Regions from separate parts of the Mus musculus genome. Here region 2 is linked to region 1. Evidence: chromatin contacts called from public Hi-C data. All regions are on one chromosome and are shown on one strand. The core of a region is the stretch at or near the end of the contact, and the rest is flanking DNA. Distances in the headings are between cores, read along the strand shown. Region 1 overlaps Sorcs2 (sortilin-related VPS10 domain containing receptor 2). Region 2 overlaps Sorcs2 (sortilin-related VPS10 domain containing receptor 2).

What was found. Hi-C and Micro-C count contacts between places; a contact is called where the count stands out from the background.
Region 2: a Hi-C map of uterus shows a contact between it and region 1, with 2.4 times the contacts expected there. The contact joins two enhancer-like sites. A contact is called at or near these places in 4 of 484 Hi-C or Micro-C datasets (embryonic stem cells, forebrain neurons and uterus) and 3 of 115 datasets of contacts at active chromatin or transcription factors (embryonic stem cells, large pre-B cells and pancreatic cancer cells).

What each region holds. Positions count from the first base shown.
Region 1 is chr5:36,130,869-36,136,286 of GRCm38.p6, reverse strand. All of the region lies in intron 3 of Sorcs2 (sortilin-related VPS10 domain containing receptor 2), which reads left to right. Among named protein-coding and RNA genes, the nearest start is that of Gm52810, 13 kb to the left of the region's middle. Within about 2 kb of position 1,771, at least 17 of the 459 cell types and tissues checked have an H3K27ac peak or open chromatin away from gene starts, as enhancers often do. A contact at or near this core is called in uterus, where this site is marked.
Region 2 is chr5:36,290,293-36,295,744 of GRCm38.p6, reverse strand. The region is part of intron 1 of Sorcs2 (sortilin-related VPS10 domain containing receptor 2); the gene reads left to right. Among named protein-coding and RNA genes, the nearest start is that of Mir7689, 8.6 kb to the left of the region's middle. Within about 2 kb of position 2,439, at least 35 of the 459 cell types and tissues checked have an H3K27ac peak or open chromatin away from gene starts, as enhancers often do. A contact at or near this core is called in uterus, where this site is marked.

The DNA.
Region 1 (5,418 bases), core at 522-3,021:
TCCGCACCATCCTAAACTGTCCTTTATATTTTCCAGTGGTGAGGCCTGGAGGCCCTGACCAGAATTCCAGGACAAGCAATAATCAGAATAGATGCTCTAGTCCTTGTGGCTTAGGAGCCCAGGAAAAATGTGGGTGGCTGAGCCTGGGAAGCGGCTAGTAATTACCTCTATCGATCTATTTGCTCTGTCTCTCTCATCCCCATCCCCATCCTCCTGGCAGCAGGCAGGGAGGCTGTGGGCAGGCTTCCTAAAGCTGCTCTTTATTTACTCACTTCCTCTGAAGAGTGACAGAGTTTCCACTCTGTGGGGGAGGGGAGGAGAATTGATTTCTACCTGGAAGGGGGTTATGAGTAGCTGTTGGCTGGAGACAAGTGCTAGGTGGAAAGAGAGAGCAGGTAGGGGTTGGGAGCAGGCCTACACCTGTCTCCCTAGAGGTCTGAGATGGACCCTCAGACTCCATCTCTGTGGAGGAGGTGACAGTATCTCTCCTAGGAGAGGCTGTTCTCTGTGTCTGAGGCCTTGTTTGCCTCTTGACTAAGGCCAAAGCATGGCAGCTCAGCTGCCTGGGGTCCCACACTCACAAGGTCATTTCTAGGTCCCCATGGAAGGAAAGACATTTTTTATGTCACATTTCCCTTTCTTGGGTTTACACCTTTTCTAGGGCATAATGAGGCACTTAGTATAGCTGTAGTCAAGATGGGCAGAGGTCCTGGGAATTAGACAGCTGAAGCGTACCATGCTAGCTGGAGATGTGGTCCTCTGGTTGCTGACAATAAGGAGCCAGGGCAGGGATCTCTGCATGGGCATCAAGTAGTTCAAGTGATGGGCTAGCCTTGAACCCAAGTCTTGCAAGTCTACATCTTTGAATATTATCTCCTGGCCAAAACCTCAGGACACAGAAGCCAACAACCGGGTCTTACCCATCCACATGTCCTCATCCTAAGCCCAGAAGGACTCCGGACTTTGTTTACCCTGTCAGCACACAGGACAGCTATGAACAGATGCATCATGGGACAAGTGGATCTGAAGTTCAGGCCCCCAAGGAACAAGTATAGACATGGGGTAGGGATTAGAGTCTGAGACATCTTAGTAATTCATCCATCTACTTATCTGCTCATCTATTTTCTGTCTGTCCATCCATCTGTCTCTCTACCTATCCAGACAGCTAGTCTTTCATCTCTCTGACCATCTGTCTATTGTTTCATTTGTTTATCTGTTCATCCATTCATTCACCCATCTGTCCATCCACCTGTCCACCCATCAGTCCATCTATTTATTCTTTTATCCCTCTAACTGTTCATCCACCCCCCCACACACATACCTACCTACCTACCTACATACATACACACATACTTACATACATCTAGTAATATTTATGGAGCACGTGTTGATCTGAATGAGATATTCATGGTGGACACTGGTTGATCCCCTTCCCCATGAAAACTTACTGTGGAGAGGCATTGAGAATATCTGAATTACTAATAGTGACAGTTAACGAATGCTTTTAATTAGACTTTACTAGTAACTATAGCAAACTGCAAACATGCTCCTGGAATAATGTTGGGGAAAAAAAAACAGTCAAGCGGCTCCTGAACGGAGTAGCAATGGTCCTGATGTGAGGAGTCAGGACAGAAGGCTCCTCCAAGTGTTGGGGATAAGCTATGAACACGATGTACAAAGGTCCTGGCAGCAGAAATAAATATCTAGAATAGGGCTTGAAGTGAACATGAAACTTGGCAGGCAAGTAAGAAAACAGCCTAAGGTGAGACTGGGTAGCCAGCTTTGAAGGTTACAATGCTGATAGAGGTCGGCTTCATGTGATACTAGGGACTGGCAAACGTTTTCTTTGAAGGGCCTGATAGTACACACTCTAGAGTGAATGGGTTGCTTGCTCTGTGCCTCATATTCCACTGTGTTTTGTGCTATTTCGTGTTGTATTTTTTAATCATCTGACCTACGTTAGTGTTCCATTGGTGCTGTAGCAAAGCCAACCAACAGGTCCTTAAATGCCAACCATCGACTGCCACCCTCACACAGGCCCAAAGGCTGAGGGGAGGAGCAAGCCACATACCTCAGGCTCTGAAAGGAACCTCCTCCCTCTTCCAGCTCCCCTGGACTGTCCAGCCCATGGTCTCTAGATTATGGCCACAGCCCTGTGAGGTCTGCCCCATCTTGGTCTATGTGTCTGTGCTGACATCTTCTGTCCACTGGAGGATGTGGTGACTGGGGTAATGGATGCCAGGATGATGTCATCTTCCTTGACCACAGCTGCAGAGATTCTGATCTCAAATGAGGTCATGTTCTTAGACTCTGGACGGCAGAAATCCAAAGTGTGGGGCATTATTTACTAGATATACAATACTCTCTGGAAATATGAGTATAGCTCTCCAGCCACACAAAAACCTACCCTGGACTAGGAGTCTCCTGACCCTGGTCTTAGGAAGAACATGCCACGAGGAATGGCTTTCCCTCCACAAAGTTGCTGGGTTGGGGTAGGCTGGACTGCCCCCTCTCTCCATTTATGGACATGGTCAGAGTTTCCTATTGTCTCCTCTAGGAATGAGTGTATAGACACGCCTCTCATCCCGTGGTCGGGGAAGGGTCACTGAGACTGAATGAAAGGAAAAGACCCAAGAACTATGAAGTAGGGAGCAGAAAGTCCTACCCACCCAATTGCACTTACATATCCCCACTGATGGGGATAACACAGCACAGAGGGGAATTTGCACAGAGCTGATCCCCCAATGGAAGAAGAGCACTATGCTTGTTTATCTGATGCACATTCTGTCCTAGAACTCAAGCGGGTCCAGCTACTTATTTAACTGTTATGGATAGGGAAGGCCCTGCTATCACTAAGCAACCTAAGTGGGAACAATTTGGCAAAAATGTAAACAACCTAATTCCGAGGAAATGGTACTTGCTAGAAATTACTCTGTAACAGAAAATGTCAGCTTAATTTATTTGATGACAGCTTCTCCTTTGCCTCTTGCCTTGGATGTTTGAAAATCAAACTAGAAGTAGCAGGCTGGGAGATCCCAGCCAACCACAGCATCCCCCTGCTTCCCAGAAAGGCGGCTTTGCTGAGGACTGTGTGGGTCCTCCATGGGCTGTGAGGTTATCCACATCATCTACAGTCACAGCTGAGGTCATTCTACAGTGAAGCTTATCCTACCTCCTCCTTGACCCATGACCCTTCTTGACCTATGACCCTTTGATGCTCAGGAAGAGACCTCCTGGTCAGGTCCCAGCTTTTCCTGTCCCCTGCTCCTGGCGGGTGCTGGCCACTGAATGACTTCATGGGCATAAGACACTATCTTCTACATGTTATGCCTAAATCTCTTTCTTATGCACTGGTTTGGGGTCCATGCTTATAACCTCATTTTTACAGTCACCCCATAGAGCTCTATCCACATAAGGTCATATTCCAGAGGACTGGACACAGTGCTGATGGGCTAGCAGTCCTGGGTGGCAGCTTCTCACATGCCTGTTGGGAAACCAGGCTCAGTATCATAGGGCTTGTCTGAGCTGATGGCCTAGGGAGTATGTTGGCAGGATTTGAACCCAATCCACCTGCATTTCTTTCCCTGGTAACAGGCATGTTCTCAGCACCTTCTCACAGAGGGAAGATTTGTGTTGACCTCTGGTACCATGGATCTTATGCACATTTATTTTATACTGGACATGAAACATGCCCAGCTTCTGGGCTGTTGCTTGCTTCCAGTGGGATCAACAGAGCCAATTACCTGTATCAATAGCTCATGTCTTCCTAGTCTTCATGACTGTAGGACAGCCCTTGGCTCCCTCCTATAGAGGCAGCAGGGTTTGGAGATGAACCCACCCTCCCACAAGTCATCGAGGGAGGCAAACAGCCTCCTGTTGTTTTTCTTGTATGAGATGGAGACTGTGCTGGCTCAAGCTGAATTATTCCTCTGATCGAGGATCAATGTGATACGGTTTTAAAAATAAACAACTGTTTTCAAACAGTTTTACAGTCCACCCTTGAGACTTGAATCCCTGCCCCCCTGGATGTACTGAGGGGGAGGAACAAATCCCCAAATTGCTCTCATCAGAAGAACGTAGCCCTCAGGAGACAGAGACTTGCAGGTTCTAGCAAGCCTTTGTCACATATTAAAAGCCTGTCTTAGAGATAAGGGAGGATAGAGAGGAGAGACAGGGAGAGGAGAAGATAGGAGAGGAGGGATGGGGAAAGGAGAGGAGAGAGGAGGGTAGTGGATCGGAGGGGAGGGGAAGTGAAAAACAAGAGGATATGATGAAGAGGCAGGAGGAGACATTACACTGTAAGGATGCTGATACAGTGGTCCTGATGTGATAATGATGGTGATTGGAAGGACCTGATGAGGAGGATTGTGATGAAGCTGGTGGCAATAGAGATATGTCCAGGACAGTGATGGTTTTTGCTGCTATAACTGAGCTTCTAAAGGGAGCCACACATCAGTCCTCTCTGCCACCACCCTGCTAAGTAAAGGAAGTGCGTGGCAGTGGTCCCCCAACAGATCAGAGCTGGAGTGACTCAGCTCAGTACTTCCACATATCATTGTGTCTCTTGGAAGTAGAGAGGGACACTCACAGCCTAACTCTCAGGAGGCTCTTTGGTCCTCAGCTCACTGGTCAGCTTGTGGCATGGCCTTGTGTGCTCTCAGGTATGTAGGGACCAGAAGAATGGTGGGTGTCCTCCTCCATAATTTCCTTGAGAGAAGGTCTCTCTCTGAACCTGGCGTTTACCATTCCCCCTACGGTAGTGGCCAGCAGGCCCCCATTGCATTTATCTCTCTGACCCCAAACTATTGCTGGGATGGCAGGCATGTGGCCACTCCCAACATTTTATATGGACACCAGGGATTCAAACCTAGGTCTTCATGCAACTGCTTTTCCCCACTGAGCCTCCTTCCCCGACTGCCATGTGCCTCTTTCAGAGGTCTAACTCTTAACATCCATTTTATATTTATAGAATAACAGTGACAGCAGTGTAGAAAGTGGTCATGTGTCTATCCCAGTGTCTCAAAGTACTTGGTCCTGACTCCTGTGATTAACTGAAGCCTCAGTTAGATGCCCTGGCTTTGGCCAGAGTGCCTATCTTCATTTGTGGGCACTGCATTGTGGCCACTCTCTGTCTTCTAAAGCTTTACTAGGGCATGCCAGATTTTTGACTTTCTTTCTTGATGACTGACCCTTGATAACCTCGAGTGTGGGACCAGGGTGTCTTGCAGTGTCCCTCACTGAGGACTTGTTATGACTTAAATGCCATTGTCTTCAGGGTATTCCTCTGATGATGCTGACCTTGGTCCCTGGCCTGAGCAGGTGCCTGCCATGTTTCTCCATGATAAATGTGACTCCTTTGGGTACCACACTTCCTGTTAGGAAGTCCAGCTGCACAGTTCCTGTGTAGGTAATGCTCCC
Region 2 (5,452 bases), core at 1,190-3,689, 160 kb before region 1:
CCCCCCATGTTTATTTCACTTGGTACTGGGAGATGACCATGATGACTTGTCTCTGTCTCTAGGGCCCAGACTCCTGGGAGGAGACAGTCTGAAGTAGGGTGAGGTTGGGGTCAAGTCCCAGAGGACAAGGAGACCCACAGGTTGGTTCCAGGCAGGGAGCATAATGGACACAAACCCAGGCATCTGTGCAGGGGAATACCTGTGTAAGCTGTGGGGAGCAGGGTGGGAAAATGACATGGAAAGGGGACCAGAGCCTGTGCTGGGGGAGTCTCAGTTTCATTTTCTTTGAACTTAAGACAGATCCAGGAAGGTGACCTAGCTTGTCCTGTCCCTGACCATGACTAGAGATGGCTCTTTAGGTAGGGTTCAATGAGGCCTGGATTCCAGTGACCTGGGTCTGGGACAGCTCAGGCACAGGTGGAGGTGTCTGCAGATGGCAGGCCCTTGGTGCTAGTTTGAATGCACAGTGTGTATCTTTGCACAGGTAGAGACTTATATATGACTCTCAGGGAAGGTGGTGCTCCCTGGAGACGCTGGCTGAGGGGACAGCTGAACCCAGATGCAGCAGAGAAGAAAAGAAGTGAGGGTTAGCCCAAGCGTTGAGCAGAGGGGCCTCCGTAGTCCTCACAGTAGCTCTTCTTCATGATAGCCCACCCACGGCCTCCGGGGACCTTGTTAAAATGCTGGCTTGGATGGGGTGGGTCAGGATGAAGCCAGAGACCGTTTCTAACGAGGTCCCAGGCGACCAAGGAAGCTGGTCTATAGTGTGGGGGAGGCCATGGTGCAAGGCTCACACACCATGTGACAACCTGGAGCAGTGAGGGAGATGAGCAGCGTGGGAATGGGTGTGGCTGGTGCTCTACCGGGCTGTTCTGAGGGTGCGCGTGGGTATAGCCTCTTAAGGCAGGAGTAATCCATGCTCTGGAAGGAAGAGATTCCTGTGTCTATTGAGCTCCTCCTGTGGGCCAGGCAGTGCCCATGCCCTTACCTCAGGCTGGCACCCTTTCCTTGCTTCTTTGTGCCAGAAGATGAGGGAAGCTGTTACCATGACTTGAGTCTTTTAGCCAGGCCAGGAGGACTCTGGACACCTAACTGCTGGTCAGGGACACTGCTGCATATAGAAGCCCTGAGAATTCCGTCTGCATCTTCACCATGTCTGAAGACTGCCTGCTGCCTGGGAAGCAGCGCCACAGAGACACCCATGGAGCCCACTGACCAGCGAGTTTTTCTGGAGTTAGCTTGTGGTGGGGCAGGCAGCTCCTATGCCCACCCTACCGCTGCCAGGCTCTGGGGGCTGGAAGAGTCAGCCTTTGGAGATCCCTGGAGCCACACTTGAGTGTTGGTGTGCCAAGAACAAATACAAGTCCCACGAACCCATCTAGAGCACTGTAAAATGCACCACACCAGTCTCAACTAGACAGAGGCTGATGAAGAAGAAATGTACCAACTTGTACAACCATAGTCCCCACCCCCAGAGGTCACCTACAGATGATGTCATCTACCCTATGCTAGAGCTTGGGGACTGTCACCCAGAGGGACAGAGCTGCTGGAGAGGCAGAAGGGATAGGCTTCACACTCAAGTCACAGCTCTGCCTTTAAACATTAGTGCTTGGACTAGATTCAGTTTTTCCACCTGTAAAATGGGGAATGTGCTCCTGAAATGGCCGCTTGCCGAGACTCCGAGTTAACACGTAACTGCTGGCAAGGGGCAGATGCTTGCAAGAGGGGCATAGCATAGGGTGGGCGGTGGCGTCAGGGCAGGACTGATGTATCGCTGGAAGAGGATGAAGCTGGCAGGCAGGACAGCTGTGCAGCTATGCCCACACCCGTGCCCAATAGAGGTCTGTCTCTAGTTGGCTTTTTACTTTGGGGGTTGGAGGCAAATCTGAGTCAAAACCTGGGAGCCCTCTGCCCTCAGGGACGGCATTAATTCAGTAGCTGTGTTCTTCCTGCTCTGTGGATTTTCTCTAATCAGAAGCCAAAAGACACTGGCCATGCCCGCCTAGCCTCGTGGTCTGAAGAGCTGCTGAGGTTATATTTACTTTGGCAAGGGTGTGAGTGGGTTCTAAGGTAGGGGAGGGTTTGCTGAGTAGCCCTGGCTGGTACTCCTTTCCTGGTGGTGGTTGGGTGAGAGGCACTTGCCTGGAGACTGGGCTCCACCTGTTTCTAGAAGAGGAGATGGACCTCCACCTGACCCTCAGGCCTGCCTGGGGCCTGGTTCTAGGTGCCTTGTGGCTCAGCTGGAGCCTAACACCCAGGTTTTCCTCAGAAGTCTCCACGCTGGCTGTTTGCTACCATCTGAAATTAATAAGGCCGAAGCGAGGGATGAAATACCTTTAACATGAAGTTTTATCTTGTGGTTTGTGTTTTTTTTGGTCAGGAACGCGTCTCAACGTGGAGCTGCTGGGGGAAGGGCCAAGGGGGCCATGTGTCCCTGCCAGGACCTCACAGGGAGCAGTCAGTTGGAACCTCTGAAGCAGACAGCTCACAGGAGTGTCCCCCTGACCTCCCTCCTCCACCTCTGCTGCTTTGGCCAGACTCCACGCATAGCTGGGTGCCTTTCTCAGACCCGAGCTGCTGGGCTTGGGCTGGCTCCCAAACCTTTTGGGACTCCACTCACCTTAGGACCTGCTGCAGCCTCAGGAGGCTTTCTGGGGGTGTAATCCCTAGAAGCGGGCCCAAGTGAGGGTCTCCTTGACCTTTGAGCTCCCCCCTTTCAGTCCTATTTTCTCTTCCCTTCCTGGCCTGTCTTAACTCCCGATTTCCCAGGTTCCAGCACATTCTATACCCTCTGTCACCTCTCATACTCCACATCCAGACTCTACCCAACCCTTGTGGCACTGAGCTCTGAGGACCAGGCCTTGACTGTTTATCACCATGTTCCCAGGTCTCGTAATATGTTAATAACTTAATATGTTCCATACCCAATGCTGGGGGTTTGTGACTGGGTATCACTGCTGAGCCTTTATTTGAGGCCTAGGGTCAGCTCTCAGATTTGTAGAACTCTTGGGTGGGACATTTGGATGTGCTTGGTTCTGGCAAGTCCACTGAGAGGGAAAAGACACGGAGTTGCGGGGGAGTGTGGAGAAGAAGAGGAGATAGCCCCTGGGGGCTGGGGAGGAGGAGGAGGACCTGGCTCTGGTCTTAGCAGAACACTGACTGGGTGATGCTGATGTGCTGGTGAAAGTGCCCGGGACGGGGGAGGAAGGAGCTTATTCTAGGACCGTCCTGGGGAGGCTGTGCGGGGGAAGCAACGTTAGACATTTGGGCAGGCCTTGCAGGATGTGGAGTCAGCCAGGGGCGTTCTTGGCAGGAAGAGTGGTGAGTGTTGGGATTGCTGGGGATTTGATGTCAGTGGAGACATCCAGTGAGTCTGTTCCCTGGGTCACGTGGGCCTCAGAGTTGAGGATGAGGAAGGATCCACTCAGGAGGTGGATGGGCCAGGCCAAATTTTCAACTTAGTCTTGGTGCCAGTGGTGAGCCATAGAGATACACAGAGAGCATCCAGCTCTCCCCTGCAGCAATGCTTCTATAGCACCCAGCCGCAGTGGTCAGATACACGTTTATACTGCGTGAGGCCCCCCATGCACCTTTGTCCAGGCACACCCCATCCTCGTCATCTTTTTGTTCTGCTGGTTGTAGGTCCTGCACGTCTTTCCTTTGGCAGCGTGGAAGAACAAGAAAGTGGTTTTGTTCAAGACTCCACTTTGGGACCCAGGGGAATCTTGGGGAAGAGGAGCTTTGAAACCTTAAACACTTTGCAGAGAACACAAACACGCCTGAGGACTGCCTCAAGTTCCTTCAGACTGATGTGTAGAGCTCTGCCTTCAAGGCTGCCGATTCTGTCCCAGTGGCTGGCCACCATGCTTTTCTCTTGCCTTGGATCTTTCTGCTCTTCCTGGACACCCCCCTAGCCTTTCAGGGGGACAGCTGAGTCTTGCATCAGAGAGCTGAGGTGGTTCCCACTGTTAGCCCCAGGTCCCAAGTATCTTTTTTTTTTTTTTTTTTTTTTTTTTTTTGTGGCTTTTCGAGACAAGGTTTCTCTGTGTAGCCCTGGCTGTCCTGGAACTCATTCTGTAGACCAGGTTGGCCTCGAACTCAGAAATCCACCTGCCTCTGCCTCCCAAGTGCTGGGATTAAAGGCGTGCACCACCACACCCGGCTCTCAATTATCTTTGACTTCCTGAGGAGCCTGCCTAAGGCCTTGTCACTTAGGGCATCCAAGAGTGAAGTGGGGGCTGGGTTGCACCGTGATGAAAGCTCTTTACCTGGCAGGAGAAGCACCTGGCCCACATTGGTTATTTTGGCACTTGGGTTCTAACTGCCTCAGCTCTGCCCCCTCCTGGTGGGGCTTGGCCAACACACTGGCTCTCTGATTTGTGTGACCTGTCGGCCTGGCTCGGGCTAAGGCTATCTTTCTCACTTGGGGCCCCAGGCAAGTGACAATTGACTAGTTCCTAGTTGTGCTGTCACATTAGGGAACTAGATGAAAACGGGCAGCTAAGGCCCTTTACCCCTGGGCTCTTTCCTGGTCTTTATGCCCAGGCTGCTTCCTCCAGCTCCCCAGCTCCCCAGCTCCCCAGCTCCCTGCAAATCCCTGCTGTGTCTTGGATCCAGGGAATGCCGTCTTTATTGTTGGGAGGTGACTGACATGGTGATACAAGTTCCATGGGAGCTAAGAGTCTGTTCTTCTTCCCCATGAACCCATCTTCTTCCAGGCATTCCCTGGCACCAGACACAGGACCTTTACCACCCAGGCCAATGAAGGTTGTCCCCTTCCAGGACAAGACACTTCCTCCCAGAATGTGGGATCTTGGTGGAAAGGCAAGAACAGTCTTGGTAGCTGGGCCCTAAGGTTGCTTTGAAAGCTGAGCTGTGTGAACTAGTGAGGTTAGGTTCAGGGCTGAGAGGGCTAGGGAGCACCCAATAGATCTGGAACTGAGTGTGACCCCAGAGTCCCTCTGAGTGGCACAGAGGTCCCCATCCTCATTGTCATGTGAAAATGGAGGACTCTTAGATCAGGGGCACATGCAAGTGTGGAGCTAATGTCTATCCCAGCACCTGGATACACTGAATATATAGTAAGGAATCCTGGTTCTGCATCAGAGTTCTACAGTTGCCTCCTCCAGCCTGAAGGCCAGAGAAAGAAACTCACAGAGGCACCCCACCCCTTTACCCCCAACCAGGGACTTCCTGGTGAACCAGCAGGCCCCTTCGCCCCTTCGCTACTGAGCGTGCCTGCTCTGTGCTGGGCTGACTGGCAGGAGCCAGCAACTGCACTGGGGGGAAGCATGGGTACTCAGTGTGTCTGAGAAGTCCAGATTAGTGGCACGCAGGGACAGCAGGGCACTTTCAGTTGGCTAGCATGGTCAGTGCTGTGAGGGACGTGCAGGGAGGACAGGAGAGTTATTCCTGAGACAGTGACCTTTAGACTTTTGCTGGCAGAGCTTGG